Linked DNA regions of Zea mays: region 2 is linked to region 1. A link is a contact called in public Hi-C data. All regions are on one chromosome and are shown on one strand. Each heading gives the region's core, a stretch centred on a gene start, on an enhancer-like site or on the middle of the called end of the contact. The rest is flanking DNA. Distances are from core to core; before and after follow the strand shown. Region 1 holds the start of LOC100192533. Region 2 has its middle 4.0 kb from the start of LOC109943616.

Region 1 (3,823 bases), core at 853-3,352:
ACGAGTAAAATGGCCATCAAATTTTGTGCATGAAATTATCAAAAACACAAAGTATAAGAATATTGGACATGGAGCAGCCACATTTCCCTGGTAACTAATTATCATATTTGTAATATGAATCGCATGGCGGTTGTTTATACGATTTAAATCAAGCAGATACATTCGATGCTAAAAAACAATGGTAGACCATAAGTCATTTCACATCTAGTACTTGTCTTGCTCCACTACACTCGTACGGTCGTACCATAATTTATATATCCAATTTGCAGGGAGTACTTCTTAAACGTTACAGTTCAATAGCAGTCATATGCTCAACAAATCGCCGATTTGCAGGTCATGATACAGAAATCCATGTGGCCCGATAGAACTAGGGGCAAATATAGGAAGCATCCGTTGAACTATCTAAACAGCACATGCACATTCGTACTTAAAAAACATCAACGGAAACCAACTAACAACTAGCGAACCTGGGTACAAGAAAAGCTCAACGGCTGACGCAGCGATGCATCCCAGATGTTCGACCAGTGGCGGAGGACGTGACAAAATCAAGGTGTTGCTAACGCAACGACGAAAAAATTCACTATACACCAAAGTAATTCATGGCTAGGAAAGTAATTCACAACACAATTTAAAGAAATCCTTTTTGTTAAATAACTACTACGGCGAAGCAGGATGAGCTAAGCTTAACACTAATGAGATATAAAGCACTTAAAACATTAATCCACACAACAAAAATAGTACACACTGAATACCAAGTACAGCAGTTATCTAAGTATCATCATAAACAACAATTCTATCCTATATAAAGTCAAGTATTGTTTGGCACAAGATAATGGTTTCCTGAAATCTAGAAGGAAGCTATAGTTGGTTCAATATAAATAGAATCAAACGTTCTAAAGTCTATTCTTCATAGAGGAATTACAACATACCTTAAAGGATAGCTAACCATCAAGATATTATTCTTACGACAGAAAATTGTTTATAGTATGAGAATTGATTCCCAAGTTAATGCGCGCGCTTTCACTTTGGAAATTCAGAACAGCAGTGATACTGATACCCTGAAGCCTTTTGAAGTATCAGAAACTTAACTGAATTGTAAGGTAAATGAAAGTGTAAATGCAAGGCAACAAATCTAAGCAGAAAGCACCAATCAGACAAGCTTGCAGCATTCACCAGTGAGACGTCGTTCACCGACGAGCAACGACGGCGGCCCGGGCGAGACGGCGGGTGGCGGACACGCACGCGTGGAGCTTTGCTGCGGCGCCGCGCCACGCGCAGACCTGGGGAAGGCCGACGAGAGGCTAGTTCTCTGGTGAGCTGCTACGGGCGGGCGGGGCCGAACCGGCGAGGGGCAGTTCGCGCCACCGTGGACAGCCTGTCGGGGCCGAAGTGGACGAGACACGGGGCGACCGCCGCGCTGCTACTTAGGCCACACCGCCTCAGCTTAAGGGCCGTCGGATGATTCGGCCGGTGCGGCAGGCGGGCGGGCGCCGCGCGGCAGTGGCCGAGGGGCGAGGTTGAGTGGATGACGGAGGCGGCGGGCGCAGGCAGGTGCGCCACGGGCTGCGGCTGGTCGGTCTGTGTGCGGGAGCGCGATGCGAAGACACTAGGGCTTTTTTTTACTTTGATTTCTGGACCATACTGGGCCCTCCGCCCCTGTGTTCGACGAAATGCTCCACCGAAAAACAACCAAAGAGTGCATCAATGGAGTCCCAGCAAAGGTTAAAGAAGGTACCTATGAACCGGATGAGGCAACCAAGATCCAAGGCGGCGAAAGAGCCCAAAGAAACCGGAAAATAAAGCGGCAGAGAACGCACTAATACAGGATGGGGTGGGGAAGAAGCAAGGGACGCTACGGAAGGGACATTCCTTGCGGGGATGCCAAGACGAGCGAGGGAGGGACGACCGGACGAGGGGGCGAGCGAGCGAGGGAGGCGTGGAGGAGAGGAGCGACGGGAGTGGCGAGCGGAGAGGGAGGAGGAGTGGGGGTTCGGGAACCGGAGACCGGGCGGGGGGCGGGGCGGGCGCCCGTTGTTGGCGGATCCACCGCACCGCACCGCGGGCGTGGTCTACTGGTTTCCTGTTTCTGCAAGTGGCACGTGCTTCCGCCGTGATTAGGACACTGGGAAGCGCTCGCTTTGAAATGGTTGGTTGGTTTGGCTCTCGGCCTCTCGCTCGGTGGACGGTGGTAGATGTTGCGTGTTGGCAGCGGGCTGGGCCGTGTATCTGCCGGGTCGTTTGGTCCAAAAGATCACAGGCCTACGAGTGTCTGTGTTTCGGTGTGAAATGGGGATTAGCATCATTGGGTCCATAGCAGTGTGGGTGGGCTTAGAGCATGCCAACTGTTATGTAAAAAAGTTCCTAAATCTCAGTTTAAAAAATTATTAGAAAATTGTCTCTAATAATACTCTAAACGATGTTGCTAAATTTTAAAAGTTGTTATTTTATCTTTTTCGTCCTCACATTTGGCAAAACCAAGAGGGACTCCTCAAAACACTTTTTCGTGCAAAATTAGTGTTCTATACCTTCTGTTTTTGTTCTCTTTTATTTTTTATTAATAAACTCCGGGCTACTATGTGGAAAAAAAATTGTTGCATGTTAGACTTTTTATTTCTGCAATTTAGGTCATATTTAGAATCAATTAATCATAGAGATTTGTGTATGTTTTGTACGCAAATTTTTCTGTACGTAGATGTTAGAACCATTGCAATAACAATATCATGTCTGATGGGAATAACATAAAATTTTCTAGAACGTGAGAGGGATAGGAGTTTTAACTGACATAATTTGAAATATTTGGCAGCTAAAAATAATGAACTACTAGATAACACATATTTTTTACTTCCTACTATTATTTAGCAACTCCTCACATCTATCATTAGAGAGATTTTTTTATAAAACTATTTGAGATGCTCTTACGTGTCTTGAGTTTAATTAACTTGGGCCCTTTATTGCTGAGATGAGAGGTCCGTTTTGTTCCTCAGCTTCTTCAAATGCGGGTAAACTTAAACTTCTTTTTTTTATTGTGAACAAATGATGGGCAAACCAATCGCCATGCATAGTCACGGAGTTGGCAGCGAGGACCTATTCCTCACCACAAATCGAATGGTGATGTACAGCCAATGTTAGGTTAAGCAGTCCGGCACAAATCGAATGGTGATGAGAAGTCAACTGAATGATGTTTAGCTTGGTAGGCAACGTGATGCTCTATTGCTCGGCACGTATTCTTTCATGACGTGCATACGGAGCTTATTTTATCCGTAAATTTTATCTTTTCTTTTTTTTTCCCCGTAAATCTCAACAAAATGGGGGAATGGAAGCCACGTATAATTTCTGAAAGATCTTTCAGCAACAAAAGATCTGAATATTTTAGCAACCTGATCACCGTCAAGAACGCGGTGCTATGTAAACAGTAAACGTGATACGGTTCTGCAGGTTTGACACTTCAGCCTTCAGTGTCAACAACGGCTCTTTTCTCTGAATAAAACATGTGCAGCGATGTGCGTGCCAGTTATGTTGCCTCAGGCATGCACGAAATGGACACGGACACCCCATGTTACGTGCGCAGATGATATACGCTTCGCTGCGTCTTTGAATTGACTCAAACAGCGTGTGACGTCGTGGGACGGACGGATTTGAGCAAACGACCGAGCTGCGTCTTTGAATTGAGCAAACAAATGTTTCTTTTTGATCCAATCCAAGTATCGAACTGATAGCAGGAGACGCAACGACCAGCTGCAAGTTGCTTTCGAGAAGACGAAAAGCGGAAGGATCCACTGGCGTTTCGCCTTTTGGCCTGAGAAACGAACGTTGCGGCTTGTGG
Region 2 (3,874 bases), core at 684-3,183, 260 kb before region 1:
TCTCGATAACGATCCCGTTTATCGAGAGTAGGACACTCGGCATCAACACACAATCGACAAAGACATCTTTGCCTAGTGCCAAACGCTCGGTGAACGTCAACGCTCGGCAAAAGGTTGTCAGCAGCCGTCTATAGCTGACGACTGTTACCTTTGCCGAGCATCAGGCGTTGGCACTCGGCAAACCATACTTTGCTGAGTGCCTACATTGGACACTTGGCAAAAATATTTTTTTTTATTTTTCCAACCAAACTTTTTGTGGTTTGTTTCTACACTATGTAGACTTACATATTCCATTTTGGCACAATTATAAAAGTGTGTTTGCTATAACTATTAGATTTTGTTCTTTTAATTGAATTTTCTCTGATAATTCAGATTTGAACTGTAAGTCACTCGAAAAAAGAAAAATCGTGAATGCAAAAATGATATTCATGTTATATAGCAACTTAGGTTAGTGCTTCCGTAACTCGTCGTTCCTTAAGTTATATACCTTCTCTTTAAGTTATTATAACATTAGGTTGAAATATTACAGTCCTAATTAGAAGAAGAGAGGAGGTAACGACAGGAGATGGAGGTGAGATGATAGCAGAGCGGGAGGCCCGCTTCGCAGATCAGCACTGAATGGTGGAGATATTCCAGTACATGTAGATCCTTGGCGCCGCACATTGTTTTGCTCCACCACCTCCGTTGTTTCCTACAGTTGACCCTGTTCATTTCCATACCCCTGTGAGTATCAAAATTCTAGTCCTGCATGATATATATTTATCTGGTATAACACATGCAATCTCTTCTATGTGTGCAGGGACAATATGGGCGGCATCCAACAACCCTCATGGGTCGTCCAGCCCATCCGTGCCACCTCGTTGATGATCTTCTCTTAGTGGTGATTGTGAGACTTGTGTGAAAAACTTGTCTTAAACTTATGTTTGTGAAAAACTTGTCTTTGAGAGTTGGTAATACTTATATTGGTGAAACTTGGTATGAACATAGACACGTTTGTGAAAAACTTGTGAGATTTGTGGTTTTTGTGAAATATGTGGTCTCTATTATGTATGTGATGATTATGTGATATCAATGATATATATGATATATCATTTGTTTGTTTGGATGGAATAACAAAAACAAATAAAGATGAGTATTCGGGTCACTTTGTCGAGTGTAACGCTCGGCAAAGATGCACTTTGCCGAGTGTCATGTCATGGTCATAACACCCGACAAAGAAGGCACACCTGGACACTGGTAAAGCCTCTGTGCCGAGTGCCAAGGACACAATACTCGGCAAAGAAGTAAGCTTTGTCGAGTGCCTTCTAGTGCACTCAGCAAAGGAAATGACAAAGGGACCCGCTCGATATCCCTTTGCCGAGAGTCAGTGTAGCGGACACTCGACAAAAAGTGAGTCTTCGCCGAGTGTCACTCGGTGGACGCTCGGCATAGACTCCGTCGTCGTCACCTGACGCCGTGACGACGATTTTTCTTTGTCGAGTATCGAGTGACACTCAACAAAGTATTTACCGAGTGCACGATAAAAAGTACTCGGCAAAAAACCATTGCCGATGTATACTTCACCAAATATTTTTTGTCGAGTGTCACACTAAGCAAAGCTTTCGCCGAATATTTTTCAGGCTTTGAAGTTAGACAAAGTCATGAGAAACAACGCCTCGACCTACAATTTTCGCCATATTTCAATACTTAAGCTATATTTCAATACTCATATGGTCATATTGCAATCTGAGTTTGTGGGCCGCAAACTTACAGAGGGACCCATTACCCAGGTAAATCCGTAATTGCGCCATTTGCTCTGCGTTTTGATTATGAGGTGTTTGATTCTGTGATCGATTACTCGTCCTCTCGACCCACCAACCGCCACACGTCGAAGCGCCAACACCGCGCCGCTGACGCCTTGGCCCCGCGCTCCGTAGCTGTCATGGGCCGGCGGCAAGGCAACCAACTTTGCCTCCCTCTTTTCCTCGTGGCGGCAGCCGGCCTCCCCAAAGACGCGCCGGCCGGACCCCACGACGCGCCAACTCGCTTTCGTCGCGCCGAAGCCCCGCCCCCCAGTACGCAGTCCCACACGAACCGCCGTTCAAAAAACCCCTTCGGAGCCTTGTTTGATTTGATCGTTTGGAGCTTTTGTGTTGGAGCCTAGAATTTGAATAGATGTTCTTCGTCAAAATACAATATTTGTTCCATCCTAAAATAGTAGACATATTCATATAGGAAAAACCAAATTTGTACAACTTAGAAATTTCTGTATACTAACCGTGGGAGCAAAACTGTTCAACCACAGCGTTCACATGGGGATGATAATTTGCTCTAAATTTTACATTATATTTCCTCCGTATTTTTTATTTGTCACGGTTTAGTTTAAAAATAAACTAGCGTCTGACAAATATTTGAGAACGGATGATCGGAATAAAATCAGACTATATTTTTATTTATTTTTGAACTAAAAATATTTAAGAATCCAAATAAATTGTGAAGATAGATTTAGACCGTGGTGGACGTCATTATTTTAAGAAAAATGCTTCACGTACAACTCACCTGTACAACTAGAGTACGACCAACGTAATCTGTGGCTGTTGTTGCCTCGTATTCTGAACTAATGAATAATAAACCATTAGATGACCTTAATCCTACTTGAGTCTACAATTGTACTCGCACGTGTAGTGCTCTTCTTTCGATTAAACTATACATGTGTAGTATATATGACCAAAAAAATTATTGTGTTGGATTTATATTCAAAGTGCATGTAAGACGATATTGGTTCATTCTATTTTGTTTTATATTCAAAGTGCTTAAAATTCGTCAAAAATAGTATATAGACAAATTTTGTAAAGCTAGAGCTAAATCTGGCCGGCCCAATGTCCAGTCAATTGTGGTCGAACAGCAGTTCATCAGTGGAAGCTCCTCTTGTTCGTGTTGCTGCAGATGGTTTGGGCGCTCGCGTGGACAGGATCGGTATGGTCGTCGCGGCTCGGGTCCGGCATGGTCGGGGTACAGCGTGGCCTAGGAAGGGCCGGAGCGGCTTGGGTTCGGCGCGGCTGGAGGCCAGCACGGCTGCACGAGCGGCGCAAGCTCTCGGCACGGGCGTGACGCGTGAGGCCGGGGTCGAGCGCGGCCGCGCAGCCAGGCGAGGTGGTGCGGGGTGGCCATGCGCGAGGCCATCTCGTCCGTTGCGATGGAGGCCGTGGCCGGGGGCGATGTGGTGAGCCCAGCCAGCGCCGCGGCGGCGGCCATGGTCGGCTGGGCGAGCAGGTGGACAGGGCTAGCGGAGACGTTGGGAGAGGAAAAAAAAATGAACGAAACGTTATTTTTTAGATAGAGTTTATTTAAATGAGATATTTATTTAAACATGGTTAAAAATTTTACTTTCAAAATATTAGCACATATATTTAAAATAACGCTCATTAGTGCAGTGCAAATAGATGCATGGTATAGTGGTAGGAGCGGTAGTGTGGGCGTTGGGATAAAGAAAAGATGAATGAAAAAAATGTTTAATGAGTGCAATTGATAAGTAATTATTCCCGATGTCTCAGAAGATATCTCTACTACTATTATAATCCTAATGTAGGCGTCCACAGTGACACGGTGCACGTTCTGCCGGCCGCGATCCTTGCCGCATCCAGCGCGTCGCAGCGGCATCCAACGCTCCTGCCGCTTCCAGCCGCGCCCGCGTCCCTCCCGCAGCGCCCCGCCCCGCCCGCGCGTCCCTCCCGGCCGCCAAGCCCGCTTCCCGAGGCCGCATCCAGCGCTGCCCGCGGCCTATTCCATCCCGCAATTACCGCTCGCGCAAGGGTTTCCATCCCGCGGCCGCATCCAGCATGAATGTCGCCCCTCCTCTCATCTCTGGGCAAGCCCCCACCCACGGATCCGGCAC

What was found. A called contact is a pair of places that touch in the nucleus more often than the background predicts.
Region 2: a Hi-C map of endosperm shows a contact between it and region 1, with 1.6 times the contacts expected there. The contact joins the enhancer-like site here to the promoter of LOC100192533 in region 1. A contact is called at or near these places in 3 of 25 Hi-C or Micro-C datasets (ear, endosperm and tassel).

Annotation. Positions count from the first base shown.
Region 1 is chr1:47,335,207-47,339,029 of Zm-B73-REFERENCE-NAM-5.0, reverse strand. LOC100192533 reads right to left here and starts at 2,102. Exons shown (of 5, transcript NM_001401842.1): 1 at 1,174-2,102; 2 at 930-1,088. It also overlaps the pseudogene LOC103634526.
Region 2 is chr1:47,594,275-47,598,148 of Zm-B73-REFERENCE-NAM-5.0, reverse strand. No RefSeq gene overlaps it. Among protein-coding and RNA genes, the nearest start is that of LOC109943616, 4.0 kb to the left of the region's middle. Within about 2 kb of position 1,933, at least 20 of the 20 cell types and tissues checked have an H3K27ac peak or open chromatin away from gene starts, as enhancers often do. A contact at or near this core is called in ear, endosperm and tassel, where this site is marked.